6 separate regions of the Mus musculus genome follow, and all the other regions are linked to region 1. Evidence: chromatin contacts called from public HiChIP or PLAC-seq and promoter capture Hi-C data. All regions are on one chromosome and are shown on one strand. Each heading gives the region's core, a stretch centred on a gene start, on an enhancer-like site or on the middle of the called end of the contact. The rest is flanking DNA. Distances are from core to core; before and after follow the strand shown. Region 1 holds the start of Atp6v1e1 (ATPase, H+ transporting, lysosomal V1 subunit E1). Region 2 holds the start of Usp18 (ubiquitin specific peptidase 18). Region 3 holds the start of Il17ra (interleukin 17 receptor A). Region 4 has its middle 23 kb from the start of Gm30842. Region 5 overlaps Hdhd5 (haloacid dehalogenase like hydrolase domain containing 5). Region 6 holds the start of Mical3 (microtubule associated monooxygenase, calponin and LIM domain containing 3).

The links. Promoter capture Hi-C pulls out the DNA fragments that hold promoters and counts their contacts. HiChIP or PLAC-seq counts read pairs in DNA pulled down with a chosen protein or histone mark. Capture Hi-C pulls out chosen DNA fragments and counts their contacts.
Region 2: a contact with region 1 is called in a promoter capture Hi-C map of liver, with 2.4 times the contacts expected there. The contact joins the promoter of Usp18 here to the promoter of Atp6v1e1 in region 1. A contact is called at or near these places in 3 of 39 promoter capture datasets (liver and pre-B cells), 2 of 484 Hi-C or Micro-C datasets (Th1 cells and liver), 4 of 115 datasets of contacts at active chromatin or transcription factors (bone marrow-derived macrophages, double positive thymocytes, memory CD8 T cells and 1 more) and 2 of 9 other capture datasets (adipose tissue and liver).
Region 3: a contact with region 1 is called in a promoter capture Hi-C map of adipose tissue. The contact joins the promoter of Il17ra here to the promoter of Atp6v1e1 in region 1. A contact is called at or near these places in 5 of 39 promoter capture datasets (embryonic stem cells, hippocampal neurons, liver and 1 more), 2 of 484 Hi-C or Micro-C datasets (B cells and CD4 T cells), 7 of 115 datasets of contacts at active chromatin or transcription factors (bone marrow-derived macrophages, embryonic stem cells, extraembryonic endoderm stem cells and 4 more) and 3 of 9 other capture datasets (adipose tissue, liver and pancreatic islet).
Region 4: a contact with region 1 is called in a FOXA1 HiChIP or PLAC-seq map of pancreatic cancer cells. The contact joins the enhancer-like site here to the promoter of Atp6v1e1 in region 1. A contact is called at or near these places in 1 of 39 promoter capture datasets (embryonic stem cells), 6 of 115 datasets of contacts at active chromatin or transcription factors (acute myeloid leukemia, bone marrow-derived macrophages, embryonic stem cells and 3 more) and 1 of 9 other capture datasets (embryonic stem cells).
Region 5: a contact with region 1 is called in an H3K4me3 HiChIP or PLAC-seq map of embryonic stem cells, with 19 read pairs. The contact joins the enhancer-like site here to the promoter of Atp6v1e1 in region 1. A contact is called at or near these places in 9 of 115 datasets of contacts at active chromatin or transcription factors (bone marrow-derived macrophages, embryonic hindbrain, embryonic stem cells and 5 more) and 1 of 9 other capture datasets (embryonic stem cells).
Region 6: a contact with region 1 is called in a promoter capture Hi-C map of macrophages, with 7 read pairs. The contact joins the promoter of Mical3 here to the promoter of Atp6v1e1 in region 1. A contact is called at or near these places in 2 of 39 promoter capture datasets (embryonic stem cells and macrophages), 1 of 15 datasets of contacts at CTCF or cohesin (embryonic stem cells), 3 of 484 Hi-C or Micro-C datasets (B cells, CD4 T cells and uterus), 6 of 115 datasets of contacts at active chromatin or transcription factors (bone marrow-derived macrophages, embryonic stem cells, extraembryonic endoderm stem cells and 3 more) and 3 of 9 other capture datasets (adipose tissue, macrophages and pancreatic islet).

What each region holds. Positions count from the first base shown.
Region 1 is chr6:120,820,631-120,825,465 of GRCm38.p6, forward strand. Atp6v1e1 (ATPase, H+ transporting, lysosomal V1 subunit E1) reads right to left here and starts at 2,068. Exons shown (of 9, transcript NM_007510.3): 1 at 1,958-2,068. The coding sequence starts at 1,990. Gm38889 (a long non-coding RNA gene) reads right to left here. Exons shown (of 3, transcript XR_869411.3): 3 at 3,178-3,286.
Region 2 is chr6:121,243,441-121,248,275 of GRCm38.p6, forward strand. It overlaps Usp18 (ubiquitin specific peptidase 18), which reads left to right and starts at 2,466. Exons shown (of 11, transcript NM_011909.2): 1 at 2,466-2,622.
Region 3 is chr6:120,460,763-120,465,597 of GRCm38.p6, forward strand. It overlaps Il17ra (interleukin 17 receptor A), which reads left to right and starts at 2,435. Exons shown (of 13, transcript NM_008359.2): 1 at 2,435-2,704. The coding sequence starts at 2,567.
Region 4 is chr6:121,157,952-121,162,786 of GRCm38.p6, forward strand. It overlaps a transcript of Mical3 not described here. Among named protein-coding and RNA genes, the nearest start is that of Gm30842, 23 kb to the left of the region's middle. Within about 2 kb of position 2,455, at least 37 of the 459 cell types and tissues checked have an H3K27ac peak or open chromatin away from gene starts, as enhancers often do. A contact at or near this core is called in pancreatic cancer cells, where this site is marked.
Region 5 is chr6:120,508,788-120,513,622 of GRCm38.p6, forward strand. Hdhd5 (haloacid dehalogenase like hydrolase domain containing 5) reads right to left here. Exons shown (of 8, transcript NM_144815.2): 7 at 1,844-2,032; 8 at 707-1,675. The coding sequence ends at 1,348. Among named protein-coding and RNA genes, the nearest start is that of Gm38888, 11 kb to the left of the region's middle. Within about 2 kb of position 2,569, at least 34 of the 459 cell types and tissues checked have an H3K27ac peak or open chromatin away from gene starts, as enhancers often do. A contact at or near this core is called in embryonic stem cells, where this site is marked.
Region 6 is chr6:121,128,462-121,133,296 of GRCm38.p6, forward strand. Mical3 (microtubule associated monooxygenase, calponin and LIM domain containing 3) reads right to left here and starts at 2,561. Exons shown (of 32, transcript NM_001270475.1): 1 at 2,309-2,561.

The sequences.
Region 1 (4,835 bases), core at 818-3,317:
CATCGAAGACAAAAAACCACTGTTCAATTTAGGAAGATTCACAAGTGTGCTTTAGTCAGAGGATTTTCCTAGTTCTCAGAGAGGAAACAATAGACTTAGTTCTCTAGACATTAAACTGAAGCTTTTAATTTCCTTTTCTGAAAACTCACACGCAGTGTGGGTGAGGAGCTGTAGTCCTAGCACTTGGGAGGCTGAGGCAGGAGACTAAGTGTGCTTGCTACACATTACCAGGCTAGCCAGCACTACAGAGCAAGAGTGTACTTCAAAATACCAAGGGATAAAACACGTCAAAAGGAAGGAAGGAAGGAAGGAAGGAAGGAAGGAAGGAAGGAAGGAAGGAAGGAAAGAAAGAAAGAAAGAAAGAAAGAAAGAAAGAAAGAAAGAAAGAAAAGAGACAATAAAGCCCACTGGCAATGACTACTAAATGCAGCCCAGGAGACCTGCTATCTGTCAACAGCACAAGCACTTTCCCCTGTGGCACTGTCAGCACCTTGTGTCTCCCTTATCCCCAGGCTGGGCTTTATGTCCCTTCAGTTTGATTGAATTTAGAGCCTAAAGTCAGGTTCTGAAGCGCTGCTGGCCTGAAATCATGACTCAGACTACTTCTGAACCATCTAGGACTACACACAACTACAATTATAATAGTCCTAATATTTAAAAACTTCAATGTACATTTAATATTTTAAATAAATTTCCCCAAAAATGATTATATGCACTTAAAAAATACAACCTTATGCAGGTTATGTACAAAACACTGGGCATCTCGGCACTCAAGAGAAATGGCGTAAGGAGCAAGAGAGCACTGGGTCGTAGTGGTGTTTGTAATCCCAGCACTCGGGAGGCAGAGGAAGGAGGATCTCGTTGAGTCAGAAGCCAGCCTACTCTACAGAACAAGTTCTAGAGTTACATAGAGAAACACTGTCTTGGAAAAACAAAACCAAACAAACAAAAGGGGGGGGGGGGCTCAGTGGTTACCATTAAGAGCACTGGCTGACCTTCCAAAGGGCCCAGGGTTCAATTCCAGGCATCCACATGGCAGCTCACATTTAATTGTAACTCTTGCTCCAGAGGATCTGACACCCTCAACTCAGACATACAAGCAAGTCAAATCACCAATGTATATTAGAGATCGAGAAAGAAATAGAAAGAGAGAGAAAATCAAGAGGCCAAGCCCATTCTCAGTTAAAACGATTGTACACCAGCCTGGGCTTCAGGAGACCCTGACCTGAACTCATGATTTAAGTACTATTTTCCATAAACTCTAACTCATTTCTGTGGCTTGTGAGTGCAATCAGAAGAGGCTTTCTCGGGTTGGAGAGATGGCTCAGCGGTTAAGAGCACTGACTGCTCTTCCAGAGGTCCTGAGTTCAATTCCTCTTCTGGTGTGTGTCTGAAGACAGTGTACTCATATAAATAAAAATAAATAAGTAAATAAATAAGTAAAATAAAAAGGCTTTCTCATTCGACAAATATTAATGTGCACCTTAGGTTCATGATTACGTCTGGAGATGAATAACCCCGATTTAAATAACGAAGATCCTCAAAACGAAACGCAAGCTGCTCTTTCCCCTCAGTCTCTTTCCTGTACTATAGTGAAATAGCGCTTCAGGGAAAACAAAAACAAAATACTTTTAACCTCTGCACAAAACTCTTCCGGATTAAGCGTGGAAACGCCAGAAAAAGGGGGGCTGGCGAGATGGGAGGCAGTCAGCTGCGGGCTCTGTGACAGGCAAGTGGAAGCAGGAGACCAGCAGTCACGTGAGATGCGGTGCAAGGCCCTCTCACTCCCCTGGGTCTGCGAACCATCCCGGCACACACTACCCGCGCCCGAGTGTCGGCGGTCCGCCAGGCTCGCCCGATGAACGCAGGCCACCCGAAGACCCTGCTCTGCAAAGCAAACGTCAACACTGTCCTCCGGACGGCACTGCGGCTGCGCTACACCCAACCTGGCCCTCACCTGCTTCTGTACATCTGCATCGCTGAGCGCCATGGCGAAGGCAAAGTCCGGCCAGGGGACAGCTTCGAATCTGGGTTCAAAGTGGCGGCGGAGCAAACCTGAGACGAAAACCCTGGGAGGTCCAGCTTCCTTTACTTTATAAACCCCGCTTCCGGTTCCGGCTTGGTGACCAAGGGGCCGTAGCCTTCTCAACCAATAGATCGAGAACTGTGCCCGCGGAAGTTCTGCCTTGGCTCCGCCCTTTCCCAGGCGCATGCGCAGAGCGACTCTTTTTTTTTTTTTTTTTTTAAACTGACTCGTGACTGCTTGGCAAGGACAAAATACTTCAGAGACTTGAGAGAGCTTTAGGGATTCCCTCCCTCCTTCCCTCCCTCCCTCCTTTTCTCTTCCTTCCTTCCTTCCTTCCTTCCTTCCTTCCTTCCTTCCTTCCTTCCTTTGTTTCTTTTCTTCCTTCCTTTTTTTTTTTTTCTCTTTTTCGAGACAGGATTTCTCTGTGTAGATGTGGCCGTCTTGAAACTGACTTCATAGACCAGCTGCCTTGAACTCACAGACATCCTCCTGCCTCTGCCTCCCGAGTGCTGGGATTAAAGATGTGCTCCACCACCACCCGACTAGGGATTTTTGTATCAGACTTTAATCAGAATTATTTATACTTCTTCAGCGGTTGTTTTAGTAAAACAGTTGAGTTGTTTGTTTGTTTACAAACAAAAGGTTTGAACTCCTGAGTTTCCTGCCTCCATCTGCTAAGTGTTAAGATTATGGACAAGGGACCGGAGAGATGGCTCAGTGGTTAAGAGCACTGCCTGTAACCACAAAGTAGCTCACATCCCTCCTTAATGGTATCCCACGCATGCCCTCTCCTGGTCTGTCTGAAGACAACGACAGTGTATTCACATAAAATAAATAAATAAACCTTAAAAAAAAAAAGATTACAGACACGTACCAGGTTAAGACCCCGGTAAACAGTTTACATAATTTACTCAGCACTCAAAACCAAAAATAAAATGTAATAAAATAAAATAAATAAATAAAAGCATTGCGTGGGAGGCATGCCTTTAATCCCAGCCCTTAGGAGGTAGAGACAGGTGGATCTCTTTGTTAGAGGCCAGAGTCTACAGGGTGAGTAAACCAGGCTTGGTTAACAGTGAGTTCCAGGATAGCCAGGGCTACATAGAGAAACTTTGTCTCAAATAAACACATAAAGATCTACTCACTGCTTGTGACATAGCTCAGTTGACAGAATGCTTGCATAACACATGCAAAGTGTTGGTCTATCCATGAGCTGGTGTGCGGCGAGGCATTCTTGCAATCCCCACATTCAGATGGCCCCTGGAAAATCATAAGTTCCACATCAAGCCTGGAAATTTGAGTCCTGCCTGGACTAGAGATTAAATAATAGTTTTTATTTAAACCCAAGCCATAGGGCTAAAAACAGGGCTCAGGGATTAAGAGCACCCTCGTCGAGAGGGCTCAAGTTTAATCTTCAGCACCCCTATGGCAGCTTACAACTGTTACTCCAGTTCAGGGAGATCCAATGGCTTCCATGGGCACCAGGCATACAGGCAAGCATCCATATACATTTTAAAAGAACAAAAACAAAACCCCTAACAGATTTAGCATTAATATAAATAAGCCCTTCAATATTTATTATTAAATAAGAATTGTGTGAAGGGCTGGAGAGATGGCTTAGTGGTTAAGAGCACTGACTGCCCTTCCAAAGTTCCTGAGTTCGAATCCCAGCAACCACATGGTGGCTCACAACCATCTGTAATGAGATCTGATGCCCTCTTCTGGTGTGTCTGAAGACAGCTACAGTGTACTTACATATAATAATAAAATAAATCTTTAAAAAAAAAAAGAGTTGTGTGAAAACATAGCATTTGGACTGGGTATGTATACAGGGCCTAACAGACCACTCCAATGTGCAGTTTGAGTTCAGGGTTTAAACTTTTCCATCCCTAACTCTTTTTAAAGAATGACAGGTTTGCCGGGTGGTGGTGGCGCACTTGGGAGGCAGAGGCAGGTAGATTTCTGAGTTCGAGGCCAGCCTGGTCTACAGAGTGAGTTCCAGGACAGCCAGGACTATACAGAGAAAACCTGTCTCAAAAACAAACAAACAAACAAACAAAAAAGAATGTCAGTTTTATATTACCTATAGTGTTACATGGATATAAATTAGACTTACAAGTCAAATATTGATAATAAATCATAAATAGTTATTGTCTTAGTCAGGGTTTCTCTTCCTGCACAAACATCATGACCAAGAAGCAAGTTGGGGAGGAAAGAGTTTATTCAGCTTACATTTACACACTGATGTTTGTCACCAAAGGAGGTCAGAACTGGAACTCAAGCGGGTCAGGAAGCAGGAGCTGATACAGAGGCCATGGAGGGATGTTCCTTACTGGCTTGCTTGAGTTCCAGTCCTAACTTCCTTTGGTGATGAACAGCAATGTGGAAATGTAAGCTGAGTAAACCCTTTGCTCCCCAACTTGCTTCTTGGTCATGATGTTTGTGCAGGAATAGAAACCCTGACTAAGACAAATTGGTACCAGCATAGTGGGATAATCCTGTGACAACCTGACCATGTTTTGGGGAGGACTGTGGAAGGACTTTGGAACTTTGGGCCGGAAGATCCATTCGATGTTAAGAGCTCTGTTGAATGTTGTGTAGGAGCTTGGAAGATACTGCAGAAGATGGAGGCCTGAGCTTGGAAGATAGTGCAGAAGATGGAGGCCTGGTTTGTGAAATTTCAGAGGGAAGATTAAGACTCTTATCAGGGCCATTGCTATTTTGATTGTGAAGATTCTGTGGTTCTGGTTAGCTAAGGCTGAAGAATCAGCTGTGATTAACAAGATACCAGAACTACTAAAGCAAAAAC
Region 2 (4,835 bases), core at 1,216-3,715, 420 kb after region 1:
TACACCACTTGCTTTATCTGCAGCCACAACGTAGCATGACATGCGGGATGCTGCCGGTCATTGGTGTGTGTTCCTGGGAAAGTCCTTGGACGCTGTGTAAAATACCCAAGCCTCCCCCACTCTCAGTTTACTCAATTATTCACTTGCATTGGTACAGAAAACCATCTTCTGACTTCCCTCCTATTCTTTGAGCATTTGCCTTTCGGCAGAAAGGGGTCTGCTTAGGTTCCTCTTGTGCTTTTCTTTGCCCCAATCCGGGAAACACCATCTCCCTAAGCATCTCTGGTTTCTTTTGTTTGAGAATAACCACTAGAAGCCAGAAGCCATGTTGCCTCTGAGTGTCATCCATCCATGCACTCTCAGTGGGGCAAGCTAGGGAATGTACGCACACATACACACGCACCCCTCTCTAACTACTCACCGAGAACCACGGATCTATGCGAACCCAGAGCTGCAGGTCTTGGGTCCCATTCTTCACCTTCAACTCTATTCCGGGGCAATTTCAAGCAAGTGACCAGTTCTAAACTGTTGTGGATTTGCTCACTTAATTCTGCTTCTGGGCATAACTAGTCTCTCAGCTCTACCAGTGCCCTCTCACGTGGACCCATTCCTCACCCTGCCCGTGTCTCCTCAACACATGGAACCCCACTCCAGTTCTCTAGGCTCTGAGGCCCAGGCGAGCCACATCTGCTCTATATATGAATGGATTCTCTAACTAGAGTAGGTTCTGACATGGGTGGTGGGCATATTGTCTCTCCACCAAACCACCATCCTGGGTCACTGTGGGGCACTGCTGGAATCTACTTCAGGAATGCTTACCAGCTCAGTCTACCACCTGGTTAGAGCCCTGAACTTTTCTGAAAGGCAAGGAGAGACCAGGGGTAAGAGCATGGAGAGTCCTACTAGGAGTTATAATGGGTTCTTGCATCATCTAGGTATCTCCTGTCCATGATTGACACTAGTCCACTCCGTACTGGTACAAATGCCAATCACTTGCTTCACTGAACAAGCAGGGTTGGGAAAAAAAAGTTGCTTGGCTATAAGGAGCTGTTTGCTAATCACCACTGGGAACAAATACAGTTTGTTCCCTAGAACTCTACAGGTACGATATATTGATCAAACTATCACATTTTATAACATCCTCTTTTCATCCTCCCCCCCCCCCCCACCAGTTTTTGATGTTCCTGTTTTTGGATACAACCAAACAGATAGAAGAAGAAGAAGAAGGAGAAGAAGAAGAAGAAGAAGAAGAAGAAGAAGAAGAGGAAGAAGCTGGTCACATAATTGATTGATTTGCAAATGTATTGGAGACTTAATGTATTTGTCCATGATATGTGCAGATGCCACATTGTCTACCTCAACCACTGATCAAGAGACTTTGTTTTACCCTGAGGGCCATACCCCACTTTCTATTTCCAAACATGGACATCTTGGTTTATTTTCAACAGCTGTGTATAACTCATGCTTCACACACACACACACACACACACACACACACACACACACACACACACACACACACACACTATAGGCAGGCAGACATATTTGTATATCTTACGTTGAACTACAATAGCAAAACAGAATATAGACTCTTCCAGATTTCATAAAGTCCTGGTAGCTTTCGATTAGGGGTATGTATCTCTCTGTCATCTTTGTCCAGTGCTGGGGGTAGGGAGTGGAGGACCCCTCTCAGAACAAGCGCATGGGGAAACCTCATTCTGACTAGCCCAGCAGCTAACAGATCCCCCTCTCCCTCAACTTATAGCCTCATATACAAGATACATCTGTAAAGAGCTAGCAAGCATTTCATGTATGTACATCCCAGAGCCTCCAAACCCGGCTCGGCTTAGACTGTATTTGTTCCTCGCAGAGCTGTACCTTCATGGCCACCTCGTGTGCTAACTGCAATGGTCTGCTATTTTCCACAAATGGTGGGACTGGTCAGAGGTCCCGTTAGAATGTTGCTTTCAGCACTTAGCCATTTGTCGTCCTGAGTTAGTCATAACCTCTTTGATAAAATAAAAACATTTTATCCTATAGAATTGGGGTTAAACGTAGAGGCACAAAAGAACATTGTGCAGATAAACTTATCTTCAGTGTTTAAGGATAAGCCTGGCAATTAACAGAGATGAAGTAAATGTTATCGCTGTCTCCTTACCCCCTGGGGACAGCCTCAGCAAGGGAGTTATCTGCTGCTGGCTTTCAGAGCAGAAGGTACAGCAACTGGGAGTATTTCCAATCTTAACATTGCAGATGAAAAAAGAGAGCGTATCCAGGAGTTACCGGGCCAGGTCCGGCTTGTCGTGTCCTGGTGTAGGCGACTGGACTGCGGGTTCTGTAGGGGCGCGTACAACCGCTCCGCCCGCCCGCCCGGTGCCTGAGTTTCGCTTTCCTTTGGATCTAGGGGAAAACGAAAGCTTGGCGGTGAGGGGGGCGTGGCCAGGCGTGCAGAAGGCTTGGCCGGCAGTGCCAGGGCGGCTGTGCCTAGGGGACAGCAGACACTCCTGAGCTGAGAGGCTGGGAGGCAGCAAGACTGCTCTGCTCCGCGGTGCCGCGTCCTCTTCTGTAGCCCTTTGCAGATGCTGCTCGGTCTTCGCTCTTTGGCTTGACTCCGTGCTTGAGGCAAGTTTGGGGCTAACTTTGAAAGTGTCCTTTATCCGCCAGAACTTTGCTTATACATCTCCAGATGATTAGGAATTTCCTTGGGTTCTGCAAATAGTGGCGGTCTGTATTCTTGGCATGTATATACTGGGCCAATGGATTTGCTTCCCAAGCATTTATATTATTCAGACTGTAGTCGTGATTTATGTTTAATTTAAAAAAGTAATTACCAAAGTGGCTTGTTAAAAATTCAAACAATGCAGACAGATGTGTAGAGTTGTTTCTCTTAATTTGCAACTCAGTATCATTTTTATGTATACTTTATCAGAAACATTTCTAATGGATATCTTTAACATTGCTCTGTGTCTTGCTTCTTGTTCTGTGCCTTTCTAGACCAGTATTTTAACTGATGCGTTGTATGAGAAGTGCGGATTTAGTTAAATAATTCATGGACATTTAGGTTCGGTCCTGTTTTTCCTGGGATAGACGTTTTATCAACAAATATCATTTTTATGCTCTTGTGCAAATACTCAGTCACACGTTAGGAGAAACTCCTAAAATAGAAACCAGCGGACTGAGAAACCGGAGAGATTTTTGTCCAGTATCATAAGTCAGGGTGCTTTAGACCTGTTCCCTGGCCTGTTTTTCCATCTTCTGTAAAGAAAGCTAAATATACCTTTAAGAAAAAACAACAACAAAAACCAAACAAACAAAAAAACACAACCTCCCCCAACTCCCCTGGAAGTCCAAGTTTGTGGTGTTTCAAAATTACAACTTAACTTCATACTTAATATCTTTAGAATTAACTCAAAAAGTGAGGCAAATATTTCAGAACATTTTTAGAATGTTTCCTGTGAAGTGTCCTTTGTGTGTTTGAATACCGTCACCTCCTTTGTTCATAAGAACTAACTGGGCAGAAAGTGGCGTAGCAGATGAGGTGTATGCTCCCTTCTGACTCACTACGCACTAGCAGAAGACTTTAAAAAGAGAGAGAGCTTTTTGCTTGCTCTCTCTCTCTCTTTTTCTTCTTCTTTTTTCACTCTGGAAAACCGTGCTTCATGGTCTTGGCACTTTTACGCAACATGATGTTTATAAGGAAGAAAATCACGTTGTCTCCCAATTGAGTGTATCATGTGACTGGGCTGTGGCCAGAGCCCCAATGGGCACATGAAAGGTGTATCAGCATCTCCAGGCTGAGGGCATGTCTAAGGACAGGCTAATGCATATCATCCCACACCGGCCAGAGGAGCCCCAAGTAGTGTGTTAGTCTGGGTTTCCTCTGGAGAGATCTGATTTTGTCTGTTACAGCACCATAGCTCAGAAGAGGCGAGCAGATTGTTAAGAATGAAGGCAACGCCCAGAGCAGTAGTTCATACCTTTAGAAATCCCAGGGATTTTAGCCCTAGGAAGGCTGAACGAGGCAGGGGGAGTAGAGTTTGGATCTGGTGTTTCAGCTCACACTTGTAATCACAGCATTGGAGGGGGCCGAGGCAGGAGTTTTGCTGAGACTCTGAGGCTAGCCTAAGCTACATAGTGAGATCCTATTTAAAAACACCTGTGCGCAAAAGTTTGAGGCCAGGGGATTTCAATACCAGGGCTTGTCTCAGAAGGTTTGAAGACCAGGCTACTTAGATATTGCTGGCATTGTGAATTTTATCGGGCATTTCTATCTGGGAACTGCTCTCCCCAGACCCCCAATGTGTAACAGCTAGGGAGGGACTCACCACCCAGAATTCCCGTATTGTGTCACTGGCTCGCTAGCTCTTGCTCTCAAGACCCTTGCTGATTCTGTAGCCTGTGGTGGTTATTTCCACCATCTCTCCTCATTGCAAGCTTCAGCAAGGATGGAGGTAGTCTTCTGCTTTGGAGTCAGCATGCCTCGAATCAGTGCATGAGTTTGGGAATGCAGCGTTCTCGGAGCTGGCAGCTGTATGCCTGGTTCAGCCTCATCCTGTCTGCCCACTTGCCCGACCATCGTACATCTCCACTTCCTTCCTCATGGTGCTCTGCCTACCTGCCTGTCCTCCATGCGCTGGCTCTGCTACCCAAGCCTGAGCTGTGTGTGTGCTCTGCCCAGTGAGAGAGCTGCTTCCCTCAGGCCAACGCTAGACTATGTCTGTTCCATCTGTCTGTCCATCCGTCCATTAGTTCATTAGCTATTAACTCTGAGTTCCAGATAATGAACTGATTAGCAGTAAACAAAACCTCACGTATTTGTTCTGCTACCAAAGCAA
Region 3 (4,835 bases), core at 1,185-3,684, 360 kb before region 1:
AATGCCCTTTACCGCTGAACCATCTCTCCAGCCCTGAGAATTGTATTCTTACTGGTCTCAGATATTTTATTCTTCTCCTTTCCACAAAATGAAACCTGGCAAATATCATATGGCTACTAAACCATACGCCATTATTAGCTCGAAACCCAGGATATTTCCAGGTGATACAATTCTGGAGACCGGAGAAGTAATTCCACCAATGAGAGGTTTTCCTGATCAGCATCATTGAAGAGTACATAAAAACTTAACAGACTTGTGTAACAGCACAAGTATGTTCCTAAAGTGCTGTATTTACTGAATCTGTTTCCTGGAAAAGTAGTTAATAAAGCTTATTCTCAGAGTGTTTAAAAAAAAAAAAAAAAAAAAGAAACCTGCCTTTCCATCCCTAGCTTGCCGCTGTGATGTCCGGATCAGAGGCTTCATCCTCCCCTTTCCTTTGTGAAAATCCCAGAGAGCGTCACCGAGGTCCTTCGTGGCTGCTGGTGGGGGTCCGTGTAAAATTCCTGCCGAGGTCACTCCCGAAGTGAGTCTGTGCTGACCACCTTATGCCACATGAAGGGATCCTCCAGAGCGGGCTCCTTAGGGCTACATGGAGGTTTCCTGCGCCTGCCCAAATCACTCCCCCTGTCTCTGGTCCCTCTTGGGAGACAGGAACCTCAGATGAGAGTCTGCACATGCTTCCAGCCTGTCTCACACAACCTCAGGGATGTCGCAGCCACCAAAGCAGGCAGTGTTCTATAGTGCGGTTCTCCTGCCGGGCTTCGCGTGGTGCTTCATGCCGTGGTGCTAACTTGAGCTTTGCGGTCCTGGTTTACTTCTGGTTTGGGGTTTCTGTCAGTCTAGAAATTAGAGTGTGGGTCCTCATCCAAGCCCACAAGACAACAGGGTGTACCTCCCTGTGCCCTCCCTCCACAGCCTTGGGCGGGCTGAATTAGACCTTGTTTTGCTGCAGTAGGCTAGCCCACCTAGGGTGGAGTCTTCTGACCTAGGTAAAGTCTATTGTCCTGCCACTTCTGCAGCTTCCCACGAGATCCTGGCATAGTGGGGGATGGGGCCCCCCCTTTAAATTTCAAGGATTAAACATTGGGCCTTGATCAGAATCTTTGTCTTGGTCTCATTCTTCTCTAGTCATCATTCCTATCCAACCCCAGCTTTCCTTTCGGGAACCCAGTTCTCCGTGGCCGCTGGCGACTACACCTCCCGAGATGGGAATCAGCTCCCAAGAACCTTGGTAATAAAGAGAGAGCCCCTTGTTGGGTCTGAGAAAATAGCCAAAGGGTTTCAGTAAGACAAAAGTTTCCTTCTGCAAAACGGTGTACAGCCGTGTCTTACTGAGCGCATAAGCGCATCCAGTGAGAGTCGCGCTTGGTTTTATTCCCAACGTTAAGGGGTCCTGTGCCTTACTCCAGGTGGTCAGATCGTGGCCTCACATTCTTAGATGTTGCGGTTGATACCCAGAATGCAGTTTTTAGCAGCGGTGCAACCATGAGCACATATTTTCATTACAAGAAGTGTTAGTCTTGGAGAAATTTGAATTCCTAGTGGCTTCTTTGAATTTTTTTTTTCTCTCCAGGGGGTTCTAGAGGGCATCCCCAGGCCTTGTCAGAGACTCTGTCCGTTGTACTGCTCAGTCCCCCATCCTTCCACGCCTCTGCCCTCAGCCTGGCCTCAAACCTTCCTATGCTGTGTACCTTACCCAGCCAAACTGCACTCGGCGAGGCCACAGTGAGGCTCCTTGAAAGAGCTGGCTGTCTACACAGGCTGTCTCCGTTTCCCTCCTCTGATCCACTTTTAACCCTTCATACTTAGCAATGCTACCCCCCCCCCCCCACACACACACATCTCTGTTACAGAATGCCGTGTTTGCTTTAGTCCAGCCATGAGGTGACTAATTCACTGTCCAGGGTTTTGTTTTGTTTTGTTGGGTTTTTGTTTTGTTTTGTTTTGTTTTGTTTTTGAGTGTGCAAATGTATGATTCAACGCTGAAAGGGAAAAAATATAGTTTCATGGACTTGCTATATGAGACTTAAGCTACATGATCTGGCCATCAAAAACTAGAACTTTGTAGAAAAAACAAAAAAAACAAAAACGAGAAATAAGCATTACGACGATGCGATGGGCTTGTTTCTCCATAAAAACTGAAAGGGAGATTGAGCAAACAAACTCCTTGGAGTCCCGAGTCGGAAATTAGACTAAAATGATGAAACAGATCAGTGTAAACCGGGAGGGTACGATGGCGAGGACAGTCATAGCTCCACAGCAAGTTGACAGCGGGGCTCGGCTCCTTAAAACGGGTTCCTGGGCTCCTATCTTACTTAGCTGAGCAACATCCAAGGAGAGCCAAAGAGGCCAGGAGCACACCTGGGCCAAGGCGGAGGCGGGGCCAGAGGAAGGACAGCCCCCACCCAAGCCCCGCCCCGAGCGGCCCGCCCTCGGGGGAGCCGGAAGCGGGACAGAGGAGGCCGTGTGAAGCCGACGAGCGCCAGTCCTCGGCCGGGAAAGCCATCGCGGGCCCTCGCTGTCGCGCGGAGCCAGCTGCGAGCGCTCCGCGACCGGGCCGAGGGCTATGGCGATTCGGCGCTGCTGGCCACGGGTCGTCCCCGGGCCCGCGCTGGGATGGCTGCTTCTGCTGCTGAACGTTCTGGCCCCGGGCCGCGCCTCCCCGCGCCTCCTCGACTTCCCGGCTCCGGTCTGCGCGCAGGAGGTGAGAGAAGCCGGGCGGAGCGGGGATGCCCGGGCCGTCGGGGGTGGTGGAGAGGACGGCGGAGGGTGGTGAAGAGGTGTCAGAGGGGCGGGCGTCGGGAGGGCCGTCGGGAGTGCGGAGGGCTGTCAAAGGTGCTGAGAGCCGTCGCGAGTGCGAAGGGGCGGACGGCCCAGGCTCTGGCGGGCCCGGGGAGGCTGAAAGTCCGCCCTAGGGGCTCGGAGGACGGTCCCGGGCATGGGCGCAGCGTGGAGGCGCGCTGGCAGCGACTCCGGGAGTGGAGTCGCGGTGAGGGGGAGTTCTAGGGAAACTACGCGGGCGGCGGAGTCACTGGTAGCGCGAGGCGGGGTGACAATTCCGTCTGGGCCTCGGAATTGGAAGATGGAGGCACCAGAGGCTGGCAGCTCGGGATGGACATGGACCTAACCTTGGCAGGAGCTGAAATAATCTGGACTGGCCCCTAACTCCTTGCTTCCTGAGCAGTCAATCCTCCAGCTCTCCCATGCTCAGGTGCCCCAGCCTGGCCTCGGGGGTCCCCACAGGTTGGGTAGTGCGGGCGAGCCCAGTGCCCAGGGGAATCAAACAGGATGTGGGTTGAAAGATGCCGTCCATCCCATCTTTTTTTCACCACCACGTGTGTCCCAGAACCGAGCCTGCCAAAATTGAGTTAACATGTGTGGAAGTCTGCCAGTTTGTTACTGCCAGGGAGGACCACCCCACCCCCACGCCCCGCTGCGCTCTTAGGAAACTGACACACCCCTGGCGGTTGAACCTTACTTACTGTCAAAACAAAGCATAACAAAAAAACAGCGAACCTGTGCAAAACCTAGTGTCTGTTCCACGCATAAACTTTCCTCCCTGTCTCCCTTCAAGCCTTCTCTTCCTCCACTGGTTTTTCCAGCCCCTTCCCCTCCACTTCCACAGCTGACCCCAGGAACTGTGTCCAGTCGCTGAGTCGGAGGATATGAAACAAAAGGATAGTTCTTATCTAATTTTGTAGATTTACCAAAAGAGGGTGGGGAGAGGGTGACTATTTTTACTGGAAAAACTGTGTTTTTTAAAAAAGTCTGAGGGCTGCTGGGAAATGTCATAGTGCTCCCCGTACTGGGAAAGTCAGAGTGACATCTTCAGACAGGGCCAAAGTGTCAAAACATAGAGGATTGCTGTTTGTGTCTGGCTAGTCCTTTGCCAAGGGCCTCACGATACAAGTAAACTGAAAGTAGAGAAAGATGATTCCTGGGACTGCAGTGTCCAGGATGAAGTTGTCTTGGATGTAGGAACGTCTTGCAAGAGTGCTTTGCACAATCGGTGTGTGCAGAATCCAGGGAGGAGAAAATGACCCCCAGCTGGGCTGTTTCTCACTGAAAAGACATTTGAGCAGTTCTGTTCCAAACCAGGAGCCTCAGAAACATTTCGCTTAAAGCGTTCAAAAATCTCACTGGTGGAACGGTACCTGAAACAAGCAGGGTCAAGTGGAAGATGGGGGCATCTGTGGAACAGCAGAGAGAGATGGGTGGGAGCTGAGCCAAAATTTTAGGCTGTGAGGTCTGTGGAAGTTCACCCAGACCCTCAGCTACAGTCCCTGCCATAAATCTTGGGGGTCTTAGTTTTTTTAGTTTTTATTTATTTATTTTGAGTTGAGTTTTAGTTTAGTTTTAGTTTTTATTTATTTATTTTGAGTTTTTGTTTGTTTGTTTTTGTTTTGTTTTCCAGACAGGGTTTCTCTGTGTGGCCCTGGCTGTCCTGGATCTCACTCTAGACTAGGCTGGCCTCAAACTCCACCTGCCTCTGCCTCCCAAGTACCATGACCCAGTCACAGTTTTTATTTTTAACTTAGATTTTGGTTTTTGGTTTTTTGGGCTTTTTTGCTTGTTTGTTTGTTTTATGTGTGTTTTGCCTTCATATATGTAAGTGCGCCACATGTATGCCTGGTGTTCATGGAATTAAGAGGACATGGATCTTCTGGAACTAGAATTACAGGAGGTTGTGAGCCACCATATGGGTGCTGGGTCTCTCTGTAGGACAAGTGCTCTTCACTGCTGAGCCTTTCATCTTTCCAGCCTCCTTTACTTGGGAAGCTGCTGGCGGCTACATTTCTCTGCAGCCTCCCTTCTGTCTTCTCCTCTATTGCCTC
Region 4 (4,835 bases), core at 1,205-3,704, 340 kb after region 1:
GGCTGAGGCAGGAGGATGGAAAGGTCAAAGCCAGACTGGGCAACTTCATGAGATACTGTCTCAAAATAAGAAATAAAAGGAGATCGGGGAGGGGTTCAGATCAGTGACTGAGTGAGTCTCTGACCTGGGTAAAGCTTCGGCTTCAATCCCCAGTGTTGGGGGAGAAAGGAAACAATAAGTAGCTCCTTAATATTATTATGAATACCACCCTTACCTTACCAAGAACTGCTCTCATCTATGTTAACTACCCTACTCTGCTTTGTAGAAGGAGGGTCTCTCTCTCTCTCTCCCTCCTTCCCTTCCTCCCTCCTGGCTTTGAAGATCTTTCTATATTATGTCTTTCAGCTCCATTTCTCTCTTTGCAAGTCAATGTCCTCAGTCTTTCTGATCACCCTCCCCCTCCTCCCCCTCCTCCCCTCCCTCCTCCTCCATCCCTCCCAAGCCCTCAGGACTCTCATCCAGTCTGATAGATTCTCATACCATGTGGATGCAAACTTGTGGATGGAAACTCCACTCCACATCCTGGTCTCTCTGTTCTTTCCTGGTCTCTAACAGGCCACTCAGACTCCACCCATCCAAATGAAAGCCCTTGGTCCCTCTCCAAGCCCATCTGCTTTCAAAGATTGTTCCATCTTCCTGAAGTGGTGTGTCTTCTCAGCTGTGGGGGATCCATTCTAAGTCTCAGTAGAGGATGTTCTACCAGGGGCTTAGGAAAAGACCAAAATCTACAATTTGAAGAGTGGCTCTGCCAGTGGCGTATCGGTCCCACGTGACTTTTGTAAAGTTAAAACAAACAAACAAACAAAACCACAAATAGAACCATGCTAAGTGAGGAACGTCGGTGTCCCATGCACACATGCAATACAGCAGGGCTGCGAGGTACAGACCCATGACTCATATCCTAGGAGGGACAGAGGGGGCCTGTGTGAGATCTCATGCTACTCAGAATAGCCAGCAATTTAAAAATGTAGAAATTATTTATTTCTGGAATCTTCCATTTAGTAATTTCCAACCATAGGTAATTGGAATCGTGGGAGGTCTGCTGGTAGGAAGTGCACTGTAAACAACCCCAGGACCCTTGTGTTCCTCTTAAGTCTTGAAGAGCTCTGCTCTACATTCTCTCCATGTCACTCTCATCATGCATTTACTGATGGGCCAGAACCCTGCTCCATTCACTGCCATGCACCTCTGTCTTCTCTTCCTCGGACCAATGCCCCATCCAGGTAATCCAGGCTCTATTCTTGCACCCTGGGAAAAGCAGCCTGGGGGTGGGAATCTCCTCTTCCTCCTCCTCCACTTCTTCCTTCTCCTTCCTCTCCTCCTTCTCCTTCTCCTCCTCTTCTTCTCGTTCTCCTTCTTCCTCTTCTTCTCCTTCTTTCTCTTCTCTTCATCTCTTCCTCCTCCTCCTCCTCCTCCTCCTCTCCCTTTCGTCTTCTAAGACACTATCTGGCCCCATCTGATCTTGAACTTGCAGTTTTCGTACCTGATCTTCTGAAATGCTGCAATTACAGGCATTCTTTACCACACCCAACTCCCATGTTTCTAAAGCAGATCTTGCATCATCGAAGTCTTCCCCTAAAAACATCCAACAAAATCTTTCCCATGGCCCACAAGGCCCTCTAAAACCCGCCCTTCCTGTTTGCGGCTGCCTCTCTGCCCTCTCTATCCCCTGTGCTATTATGGCCTTACCTGTCTCCCTGATCTCACCTGTGCATCTTCATCTTTCAGGTGTTGGACTTAATGACACCTGCTCAGACAGTTCGCCCAAACTTCTGAGCTAAAGGAGCCCCGGTCGCTTATCTCTACTTAATTCTCTGTGTAGTACTTATCAGTACACAACTATGTCATACAGTCATTATGTGTCATCCGCCTCCAACAACAGCCGGGCCCCACACTTTGAACTCTTGAATGTAAGCAGGGTTCTGCCTACTGGCAGTGTCTAGTGCTTTCACTTGGCACATGGCAGGCACTGAATATTTGTGGGTGCTTCCTGACTCTTGGACTATGGTAGATACCCTTGGAGGATGTTGTAGAGAATGTGAGACCTTGCCCCTCCCATAGGTCTTCGTCCAGCCCATGGCCTTCTGCCTCTTCCTGTTTTTGTCCCCATTTCCTAATATGAGATGCTAGCCAGGTGGGTTGTTGGAGCAAGGAGTAGGTGGGAAGAGTGGGAGCCAACATGTCCACAAAAACACAGGCCAGAGTCCAGATTGATGGTATTGAGCCTTGAAGACTTCAGCTGCATCTAATTTAACCTGGGCCGACTCCCTGGAACCTTGTGGGCTAGTAGTCTGATTTCTGCTCTTTTCCAAGCCTCAATTAAGGGAGCAACAAAAGCTCCCTGTTACAAGCCACGAGTGGTGATCTCATCAGCTAAAACAAATATTTTCTTTCTGGTTATATTTATAGAAGTCTCTCTTGTTTCCTTGCATGACCCTGGCCGACATCATTTCTTTACCTTCTTATCTGTGACCGCGTGTGGGGGAGGCAGCTTTATAGCTACACCCCCTGGCTGTGCTGGCTTTCCAACTCTCCTGTTTTGCTTAGCGTTCATTTGTAGGGCTCTTGTCAAGTCAAACAGTCTCTAATCTCCAGTAACCAAGGCAGTAACTAGTACTATTCTTTTTTTTTTTAAAGACACATTGGATCCAGCCCGGAATTTTGATTTTTCTCAGCGACACCTCTGCCCTCCCTTGGTGCGGAATTTGGTATTTTTCTTTTCTTTCTACCAGTCAAATGCTTTTGGATTTGAGGCCTTCCTCAGTACCACCATTGAGTGGAAAGCACACACCATTCCCATGATCCCTTAGACTCATACCTGACTTCCTCCCACTGTGTCGGCTCCTTCCATCCATGAATGTCTCTCAAGCATTCAGAAAAAGGTGCTGTGGTCACAGAAGGAGACACTAAAAACTCACTCCTTGCACAGAAAGAAGCCAGCTACGGTGCCTTTTGGCCTTTAGTTCTGATGTTTCCCTCTTCGTCGTGGCTAAACTCATGGCTAAGCGTGGCCTAAACTCTGCAAGAGTTTACAGAGATCAAGGGATATCTGTCCACTAATAAGCCCAGTAACATCTTCAGATAGGAAGGGAAGAGGCGCTGGCTGGGACTGTAGGTTGGAACAAGCAGAGGAAGCTGCTGCTGCTTATTGGAAAACTTGGATCCACGCATCACAGTTTTAAAATCAAAGATTTAGACACGATGTCTGCCAAAAGGTCTTTTATTATTCATTGGAGACGTATGAGACTTCCTCAGAGGTGTGCTTTAGAAGCAGAAATGTCAACATCCCTTGGAATAGTTTGGCGATTTTATGGCAAACGAGAACAGTTTTGAGGTCTGGGAAGTTCTAGGAAAGTCAGAACTCGTGATTTACACAGGCTTTGTCCGAGTCTCTGCAGTCAGAGCTTCAGGCTTCAGCCATCTTCACCTTTCCAAAAGGTAGCTGTCAACCCTCACTGATCCAGATGGAGACGGAAGCAGGTGTAGGTGGGTGTGTGAGGGGAGGAAGGGCTCTTGTGGGGCTCTCTGGTGTTCAGCAGCCTACGACCCTAGGGCACCAGCTCTGTGGATGGGCCATGACGCGCTGGGATTTGTTGAGATGGGTTCTTGGGGCAAGCTTTAAGACCATGAAGTCACTTCCCTCTACTCTTGATTTTTGAACCAGAATCTTCCTGGTGCTGATCCACATCCAACTTTGGCTTTAAAGGTATGAAAAGAGATTGGGAACGATTGGATACAGTTTGTGAATAAGCAACAGCAACATGTGACCGAATACTTGGAAATCGATCTTTTTCAGAATGTGCTTAGGGTGGTCTTACGGTGTGAGAGAGGACGGATGGGGAATGGTGAGAAATGCTTCTTTTTCTCTGCACTTTTGGATGTGGGCGGGAGATACGTGATATTAATGCTTAAAAAAAAAACTCTACTGAGAGGCAAATACGAAGCAGACTGGGTTGGGTTTGTAATTCCAGAGATGTAGGGTGTTTTAGCTGGTGTTTCATTGCTCTGAAGAGACCAAGGCAACTTTTATAAAGAACAACATTTAATTGGGGCTGGCTTACAGGTTCAGAGGCTCAATCCATTAACATCAAGGCCAGGAGCATGGCAGTGTGCAGGCAGGCATGGTGCAGGAGGAGCTAAGAGTTCTACCTCTCCATCTCAAGGCTGTTAGGAGAAGACTGGCTCCCAGATGGTTAGGATGAGGGTCTCAAAGCCCATCCCCACAGTAACACACTTCCTCCAACAAGGCCACACCTACTCCAACAAGGCCACACCTCCTAATAGTTGCCACTCCTTGGGCCAAGCATATTCACATCACTACACTGGCTTACAGTTTCAGAGGTTCAGCCCATTATCAATCATCATGGCAGGAAGCAAGGGAGCAGCCAGGCAGACTTGGTGCTTGAGAAAGAGCTGAGAGTTCTATATCTGGATCCAAAGGCAGCCAGGAGAGACTGACTCTTCTGCACTGGGCGGAGCTTGAACACTAGGAATCCCCAAACACTGCCTACACAGTGACACACTTCCTCTAACCAGGCCACACCACTCAACAGTGCCACTTCCCATGGGCCATGCACATCTACCACATAGAGTTAGTATGAGAAGGTACTGATCGGAATGTGTTGTTAAGTCTGGGTCCATCAGGTTATGTAGTTTCTGGTTTTTCTTTTTCTAGATCATCTACAGATGATCAAAGCAGAGCGAGAATTTTGTTACTGCGGATCTGGTTGAGTTTACAGAGGACCTGTGACCCAGGACCTTGGTAGGGCCCTGTAGAAGCAGGAGAAGCACTTGCTGTGCCTCGGTGTTTGGATTTTAAGTTTACTTTCCACTCG
Region 5 (4,835 bases), core at 1,319-3,818, 310 kb before region 1:
GGTGTACTCTATAATCTCAGCACCTGGGAGGTGAACGCAGGAAGATGACGTGTTCAAGGCAGACAGATGAGAAGGGAAGGGGAGGGGAGGGGAAAGGAAGGAAGGGAGGCAGAGGGTGTCTAGTTCATGTCCTATCAAGTGATTGCCAAAGTAAGACAAGGGCAGGAACCCTGAGTCTGTTAGCCAGGGTTTAATTTTTTTTTAATTTTTTAATTTAATTTCTTGAGACAGTATTCTGCTGTGTCGTGGGTAGGCCTCAAACTCAAAATCCTTCTGTCTCAGCCTCCAGAATGCTGAGATTAGGGCCATGTGCCAAGTCTAAATCTTGGGCCCTACCTAGTAAAAGGTCCTCCAACATTGGGGGCGGGGGTGGAGTGGGTGGGCGAGCGTTTAACACATGGGCCTCTGAAAGGCAGTCAACATCTAAACTATAGCAGCAGGAAATTTGACAAATGCCAAGGCTGGGGAAGAGCCAAGGGGAAGCTGGAGTAGGACTCCTCTTTAGGGACGCAATGTAAATAGTGCTGACAGAGCCCCACCTGGGAATGGGAGGACGGACAGCAGGAGGAGGTGATGCCCGCCATATTTAGGGAATGAAATGCCACAAACCCTTCAACTCACGAAGAGTACCCTATGTACCACTCTCCCAAACCTCCCCTCACAGGGCTTCTAGCACATTCCACACAAATCCTCACAAGACACAATGTAACAAATATTAGGATAGTTTTTAATTAAAAAAAAAAAAAAAAGCCCCCAAGTCTCTGGGCAGCACTCTAAAATACAGTAAACACTATGGAGAGTGCCAGCCACACCCCTCCCTGGCATGGCACAGCGCTTCCTTCAGTGTGACCAAAGGCTCTCCCTCCACAAGTTTCCACATAACGTTGCACTGTGCGGTTTTTAAAGTCCTGACTGAGGCAGGTGTGATGGCACCCACCTTTGATGCCAGCACTGGGGAGGCAGAGGCAGGCAGATCTGAGTTTCAGGACAACCTGGGCTACATAGTGAGTTCCAGGACAGCGGGAACTACAATAGTGAGACGCTGTCTGGAAAAAGAAGGTCCTCACTGAGAGGACCTGACACTGAGGCACAGAGGTAAAGGGACCAGCATGAGGTCAGACTGCAAGAGACGCACAGGAAGGGCCCAGAAATCCATCCCTTCTCCTGAGATGCTGCCCCAAGGGCTTTCTGTAGCTACTGAAGCTACAGTCTTCTCTGTCCCAGGAAGTAATGGCAAGAAGCCAGGCTTGGACTTGATGCCTGTGACCCAGACCACAGCCGGGCACACAGGATTCCCTGAGCGCATGCTCCAACAGCCCCCTCTGCCTCTGCTACATCTCCGTCCCCTCAAGCCCAACCCTCCTGGTGGAAAACCAGCTGCACAGCTTCGTTTACATCATGAACAATGTGGGAGGCTTCTAGGAGCCCTGGACTGAAGCTGAAGTCTCGGTGTCCGTGGAATGGAAGCTCTCTCCTTCCAGGAGGAGGCACTTGGGAGCCTGGGTCCTGAGAACTGTATATGCCAGTGCATACCAGGATGGAAGCACAACTCTGGGTTGCTGAAGGCCGCTGCTTCTGTTGCCCACCAGTCTGCTGTTCCTCCTCTCCACGATTGGCCATTTGCAGGTACTGATGGAATAGGTTGGCACCGTAGACATCAGACATAGGGTTATCACTGGCAGGGCAGCAATACCAGAGGGCAAAGAAGAAAAAAACCTTAGTTTAGTGTTTCGAAGCTATCAGAACAGCCTGGAGGTGGTGTGACTCAGCTTCGGGGAAGCCTGGGTGGTGTGGGCAGAGGGAAAGAAAAGCAGCTATGATAATGGAGAGGCAATGGACTTACCCTATAGCATACAGCTTCCTGATGGGGGCGGCCCAGCCCCGCCTCTCAGCCTGCTGCCTGATCACGTCCTCTGCATACTGGTAAGTAAGGATGCTGGGTTTGCCCATCAGACCCTCGTATTTCAGCTCATTGCCTGTTATTTTCCGGTAGATGGTTTCCAGGCAAAGCAGAAAGGTGCCATGACCAAACCTGCCCAAGAAGAGATCTCAGCAACTTAGCCTTGAGGCCATCTGCCACTCTCTAAGCTGTCTCCAAGCAACCGACCTGTATCCCTCCCCTAGAGTCATTCACATGAAGAAACTGAGGCAAGAGCAGGCAGTTTCCCCAGGGTAGCAAAACTAGGGTGAAAACCCTGAAAGGCTCACTCCCAAAACATTGTATTTTGGGTTTTAAAAAATTAATTTTATGTACCCACATGTGCCACAGTGAGCATATGGTGGTCAGAGGACAACTTTCTGGAGTCAGTCTCTCATTCCAACTTTATATGGGTCCCAAGGCTCAAACTCAGGTGGTCAGCTTGATAGCAGGCATTTACCCACGATGCCATCGTACCTGGCCCCCAAACCCTAACACTGGTGCTCCACAACTGTTGGCTGCCAGAGTGTGCTCACTGCCTCCCCTGCAGCTAGGTGTGGCCACCTAGTACACGCGTGAGCCCCACTGAACAGTCGCAGAAGCAGAGGTGCTGGCCTGGCTGTGACAAGAGGTCACAAGGAGGCACGCTCTTCCTGACCTTACACAGCCCCACAGCTCAAGGCGTGGTCCCAGCTGAGGATCCCTTGGCTGGCGCTAGAGTCTTCAGCCAGCTGAAACTGGAAACACATCCCTGGAGGCTCCCTCCTGTCTACCTCACTGCCTCCTAGCTATCAAAAGGGAACAGTTTTGCTCCACAACTTGCTTCCTATCACAATATTAGGGTCACCACAAGCACCAAATCAATAGAGCAGAAATTAACCTTCCTCCTTTTAGGTTGTTTATTCAAGTATTTGGTCAGTGTTGCAAGCTAACAGCCCACTCGACTGCTTCCTGCCCTCTGAAATGCTAATGTGATGGCTAACACTCAGGCAGCCATTTAGAATTATACAGGCATAGCCTAAGGAGTGTGCTGCAGAAAGGAGTAAGTGTCCTGAATAAAGACTGCCCGTAGCCTGATTGCTACCTTCTTTAATAAGAAAGCCAGTATGCCACCTTGTGTAAAGTGTGTCTGTGTTCTGTCCTCAGCGCTGACCCAATCCTAACAGACACTGCGCTTGGCATGTAATATTCAATGTCCCCCGTTTACATACAAATTTCATTTCCTGGCTGGGGGTGGTGATGCACACCTTTGAACTCAGCACTTGGGAGGTCAAGAAGCAAACAGGTCTCTTCAAGTTCAAGTTCAGCCGTCTTATATAGGGGATTCTAGGCCAACTGTCAGAACTCAGTCAAAAGACTGACCATGGTGAACAATATCTTGGGGAACTGTGAGAGAGGCGACAGGAAAAAAAGAGGTACGTTTTGTTGCTGGATGTGAGTTTTGTGCCTCCGATGCAAACATTTGCATTCAACTTATAAGGCATGCTTATTCTTTTTTTTTTTTTTTTTTAAAGTTTTTTTCGAGACAGGGTTTCTCTGTGTAGCCCTGGCTGTCCTGGAACTCACTTTGTAGACCAGGCTGGCCTCGAACTCAGAAATTCTCCTGCCTCTGCCTCCCGAGTGCTGGGATTAAAGGCATGTGCCACCACGCCTGGCGGCATGCTTATTCTTGTTGGATGTCAGAACACAGCTATAGAACCCACTCTGGTCAGTGTGCCCTGCATCTGGACATGGCCTCCTGCCTCGCTTTCATGCTTTCCCAGATATCATCTATAGTACGCACCAGGCAATTGTGTTTAAGTTGGTCTGTCCTGAGGAAGCTCTGAGAAAGGGCTGTGCTGTTAGGTTAATATTTAGTATGCACTCACTGGTGTTCATTTCCATGTTCATCTGAACCACACGACCTTCCCTGGGTCACTGCTTTCTTTGTCACAGTTGTGTATAAAAGTGAGTGCACTGAAGCTGAAGTAAGGCTGTCCACGGCATTAGACTACAGTCCGCCCTGTTCTTTCAAGTCCTCATGAGGATCCCAGGTCTCCAGAGAATCAGATTTCCTCATTGGCCAAAGTCAACACCAATCAGGTGGGCTAAACAGGGAGACCCCATCTCAAACAACACAGCATTACAACAACAACAAAAGAATTTCATTTCCTTTTTGTTTCTTTGTTTTTATTTTGTGAAGCAGGATTTTGCTGTATCCCAGGCTGGCCTAGAACTACACATGAAGTCCACATAGTGTCACACATGTGGTTCTCCTGCCTCTGTCTTCTCTTGTGTACCACAACAACCAGCTAACTTCGGGATCACGGAGTAAACAGAGGCAGACATGGTGACACACGCCTGCAATCCCAGCACTCAGGAGGCTGGTGGAGGAAATTATGATTTAAGGCTAGCCTGTACTCCACTGTGAGTCACAGACAAATCAAAGCTAACGAGTGAGACTCTGTCTCAAAACGATACAAAAATAATTGTGTGGGGGAAAAAAATCTCAAATATGGCTTCTTTGAATAAAAACAAAAGTTACCTCAAATCTGGCCCATGCCCTGTTCTCCTTGTGCTTCTCACCTGGCAGCTACAGGCCCTGAATCGCATGTCACAACTGTGGTGGCTTGAGCAGGTAGTGTGTGAATGCTTGGCCCACGGGGACTGGCACTATTAGGAGGTGTGGCCTTGTTGGAAGAACACTGTCACTGTGAAGTCCTATGTTCCAGCTCCACCCAGTCCCTTCCTGCTGCCTGCCAGTCAGGATCAGACCTCTCAGCGCCTCCAGCACCATGTCTTCTGCACACTGCCATGTTTCCCACCATGATGATAACTAAACTTCTGAAACTGTAAGCCAGCCCCAATGACATGTTGTCCTATATAAGAATTCCCTTAGTCATGATGTCTCTTCATAGAAATAAAACCCAAACCAAGG
Region 6 (4,835 bases), core at 1,311-3,810, 310 kb after region 1:
TGTGGTCACTTAATTCTCTTTCCAATTTATGAAGTGAATGACGGGAGCCAGGCTTTCGGAATAGGCAGCACTGTCTGTCATTTTCCGCCCCTACCCCCAAGACTTTAACCCTTTCTCAATCTAATCAAAATTAATGAGAATGCCCTAGAAAGCTGTGATGGGGGAAAAAAGTCCTAGCACCAGCTCACACGTCATAGTTTTAGTTTTTAGTTTATGAGAATCTTATGTAGCCTAGGCTGGCCCAGAACCCAACATAGAGTGGAGAATGGCTCCAGATCTTCCCGCCACTACCCCTCAAGTGCTGGGCTTATGGGCATGCCCCACCCGCTGCCCTGACCTTGTAGGCTGGCTCTGACTTCTCAGGCCTGGAGTGTGAGGCCTTACCTAATTTCTGTGAGCACAGCAGCCTTTGGGGAACTTGCTGCGCAGTTTCTGCCTCCCACCTGCTTCCCAGCATTTATGACTTATGAATATTTATGAGATAGCTTTAGAATGCAAAGTTTAGAAGCCCTTTGCTTCCTGGTCTATGAGTGTATTTGTGAAGAGAATGCTACCCTAGTTATCCAGTTCTCGGAAAATGGAAATTTTTACTATTTCCCTTTCGGTGTAGGAGGGCTTTAAAGCCATAATGAATTCAGTCTTGAAAAGGATTAAGACTATAATTTCTAGGTCAAATTGTTTGCTTTTTTTCCTTTGTTCTAATGCCTACCATATTCTTGCCTTCTCTTTCTTTCACTCTCTTCTTTCCTCAAGATCTAATATAGACCAGGCTAGCCTCAAACTTGCTCTATAGCTGTGTGGCCTTCAACCTGTGATCCTTTGTGACCACCTCCCAAATGCTGGGGTTCCAGGCGTGAATCACCGTGTTCCATCCACCTCTTTCCAGCAGCCATGCTTCTTGCGGCTGAAGAGTGGGACAGTTATGTGTGACTCTGCTAAGCACACAGACACGGACCCCATTTCTACAGGAACCCGCAGTTTTCCCTCTGCAGTCCCGCAGAGGCTCACATTTCCTTTTCTCCTTGGTCTGGAATATAGGTCAGAACATTTCTTCAGAGAAGGAGCCCATTCTGAGAGAGGCGCGCCCTCTCTGCTTCGAAACATCCCTCTCGCCCTCAGCTGCTTCAGGTAGTCAGAGGTCCTGCCTGCCGAGGTCCAGCCTCGGCTCCTGCATGCTTTCTTCCACACAGCGGCTAGTCGCGCATCACAAAAACAATATACCCCGCCCTCCAGCAGCAGCGTACGGAGTTCACCTGTATACGTCATCCTGATTAGAATGGTGGCGGGCAACCTCGGTGCTTTAGAATCACTTGGGAAGACCCCAGTAGCTAGGGCGGACTACTGCAGGGGCCAGCAGTGCAGCCGTCCCTTTATCGCTCATTCCATCTAGGTCTCTCCCCCTTTTCTCCTGTCTTTCCAACGCGATACATTCTAAACACTTCGTCCTAGTGCCATGGCTAGGCAAGAATAGATTGGGGGTGGGAGGTGGGAGAGGAGGGGTTGACGGGGGTGGGGGTGGGGGGGGGAGAGGACCTGACGAATATACAGAAAGTACTTTGCCCTGGAAACATGCTCCCTCGGTTCTGAAACAAACGCAGTGCTCCGAAAGTCTCTTTTCGCCCTTCCATTGACTTCCAGAGGGGAACCAACATAACCATCCCTTTGTTAACGCTCGACAGAGGCTGACTTGCGCCGAGTCCTCCGCAGCCAGGGGCACGTGCATGCCTGTGCTTGTGGGGATGGCATCTCTGGCCTGTTTACCCGGTTGTGGAGGCGAGCGCCGGCGCCCTCTACTGGACCGAAATGAATGTCCCTCCGAGTGTAACAATTGTCGCCTGTGGATGAGCTAATGGATTCACATTGAGCTTGCAGGAAGGACACGGTGTCGTGAGGATCCCCGGGCAGTCCTCCGACTGGCATACCACTGGCTTGCCTAGGGATGTTATTTCTTTGGTGGGGGTTGTGGGGGGGTGTTAAAGAATAAAGAAAATTGGACGGTATTGGCTAAGAAACTGAGCGCTGTGTTTCTCAGTCTTTGGGGCGTGTGCTTATGGTGCACGGTATCCGCTGATGGGGCGTTGTGCGGTAAAGGAGACAAGGATACCCGGGTGTAGCTCCCACTGCTTAAGAGAGCCATGCGTTTAAAGGCAGACAGAATTGTTCCAAGAATCCCACATATGTCAGAAAGGCAAAGCAAGGCATAAACAATTGAAAGATGTGATAAATATTTTTAAAGGCGTCAATCAAGACACAGAACCTTTTTCTTTAAGGGGTTTGCTCACCCAAGGGGAGATTTGGTGGTACTTACGGACTTGGGGCTTCACACCCGCATCTTCCTCGCCGGTGAGAGCTTGCCTCCCCAGATTGGCTGGTCCTCAGGACACAGGTGCTGCTGTTGTGGCTGCATGCATCCTGAGTGTGGTGACTCCACCTTCCAGCTAGAATCCCATCAAAGGTTCTCACTCAGAAGCCCCGAGGCACACTTCTTTCATCGGAGCAGCGAAGAAGGAACGAAGAACCCGGGGTCTGCCTCTGTCTGTCCTCCCTCACCGCTGCATCTCAGCTAGGGCTGCAGAAAGTGCCGTAGCAGAGCTGTCTAGGGCTCCTCGCGGTTGCCACGGTAACCAGGAGCAGGCGCCTACCCTGGTGGCTGGGGAAGGCTGTGGAGGAAAGGTAACGGATAAGCGATGATGCGTTGGCCTCTCTCCTGGGCATCGGTTGAGCCTCAAGTGACCCAAATGAAATGAAGTTCCAGCACAGATAAATCGTTCTTTCGACTCAAACCTAAATCCAAACCCGAACTACCCCTGCTATCCTTTTTCTCCTCTTTTCCCTCCCCAGTCAACACACACAGGAACATCATAAGGATTAGAAATTCCAGCACTATCCCAGGCGCCCTGCCCCAGAGGATCCCGCTGCACACAGAACAGAATGTTTGCTAGGCTTGCTCTTGAAAACAGAACTCCCAGCGGGTGCCAGCCGCGGGCGAGCTCCGGGGAGCTAGAGAAGGGACCAAGCAAAGGATGCTAATGGGAGGGTCATTTAACCTCTTTGAGCCCTAGGATCAAAGATACAAAGTTGTCTTAGAAAATGCTTATCAAATTAAGTTGTTCTTGTTACAATGTTAATTTTGATCGTGAACGCAGGCTTTGATCCCCAAAGACTCAATCCAAAGGCCATAATCCTAAGTGATAAAATATCTCTAAATTCTAAACCCTGAAAGATTAACACCTTAACAATATAATTATTCTGGAAAACAATTTTATTTCTTTTTATTCTTTCCTTTTTAAAAGGCAAGAGTCTCATTAAATATGGAAGGCTGGCTTTGAACTGTATATTAATAGTTAAGGGTGACTTTGAACTCCTGACCCTCAAACAAACAAAAACAACACTAAAATACTAGAGAGAAAAATTTTTTCAGTGAAGAACTGGGGAAGCAACTCAGGACATGGGGTTCTTATTCACTATGTAAGAGTTCTGTATCCAACAATGAGGGAAACAGAAAAGCAAAAACAAAAAGTTAAAAAGAAATTGGACAAAAAAAAAAGTGTACTTCAAGAACAGATTAAGCCAGATGTAATGGTGCACACCTTTAATCCCAGCACTTGGGAGACAGAAGCAGGTGTATCTCTGTGAGTTTGAGGCCAGCCTGGTCTACAGAGTGAGTTCTATGACAGTTGGAGCTTAATAGTGAGACACTGTCTCCAAACGAAACAAAATAAAAGGAAACAGAAGGTTAAAGGACTGAAGCAAAGGCTCAGTGGTTAAGAGCATTGACTGCTCTTCCAAAAATCTAGGCTTGATCCCTAGCACCTACACGGTAGTTAACCACCATCTGTAACGCCAGCTCCAGGGGTTCCAATACCCTCTTCTAGACGTCATGGACAATGGCATGTACCTAGTGCACAGATATGCATGCAGGAGAAACACTCATATATACATACACACATGAGAGAGAGAGAGAGAGAGAGAGAGAGAGAGAGAGAGATTCAAGGGGGCAATGAGGACTCAGCAAAGAAAGGTACTTACTGCTCAGACTGACAACCTGATTTTGGTTTCTAGAACCCACATGGTAGGAGAGAATGGAACCCCAAGTTCCATTAGGAGGTCAGAGTACTCCTAATACTCCCCCACAAAATAAATAAAATTAATGAATTAAACATAGATCAAAAGCGGTAGTCCACAAAAGCTGGCTAACTTCCATGATCATTAACTATAAGATCCTGCATCGTGGTGATGCTTAGAGATCTCCTGGGATAACCCAGCCCCATCCATTTTCCATCCAGCATGGCTCTTTTGAAAATTCCTCTATGATTTTATACACACCGACAAGAGCATTCCCTATTAAATGCTCCCATCTCCCAGGCCTGCTTCTGGGCTGTTTTGGGCATATGGCACCTGTTCCACACGTTCTCATATACAGACCACAGGCTGGCAGAAACAAACCTGGTGAGTGAGCGGTAATAGTATTGCCTACGTGGCTTCCTGCCTTACTGTGCCTGTAATTATTTTCCAACCAGTTAGAAGCTTGGCTGGCTTCTTCAGGCTAATGCAGCTTTTAATTCATTAAAAGCTCCTGGAATTCCATCAGCTGGATGGAATGCCAATGTAGATAAATGATCTTTATTTTGTTCTGGGAGTCTCTCCACACAGCCCTGGCTGTCCTGGAACTCACTCTGTAGACCAGGCTGGCCTCAAATTCGCAGATATCTCCTGCCTCTGCCTCCCGAGTGCTGGGATTAAAGGCATGTACCACCACCTTCTGGCTTTTTCCTTCTTTTAAAGTCAGAGTCTGGGTAGCCCAGGCTGGTCTCAAACTTAAGTTTTCTTGCCTC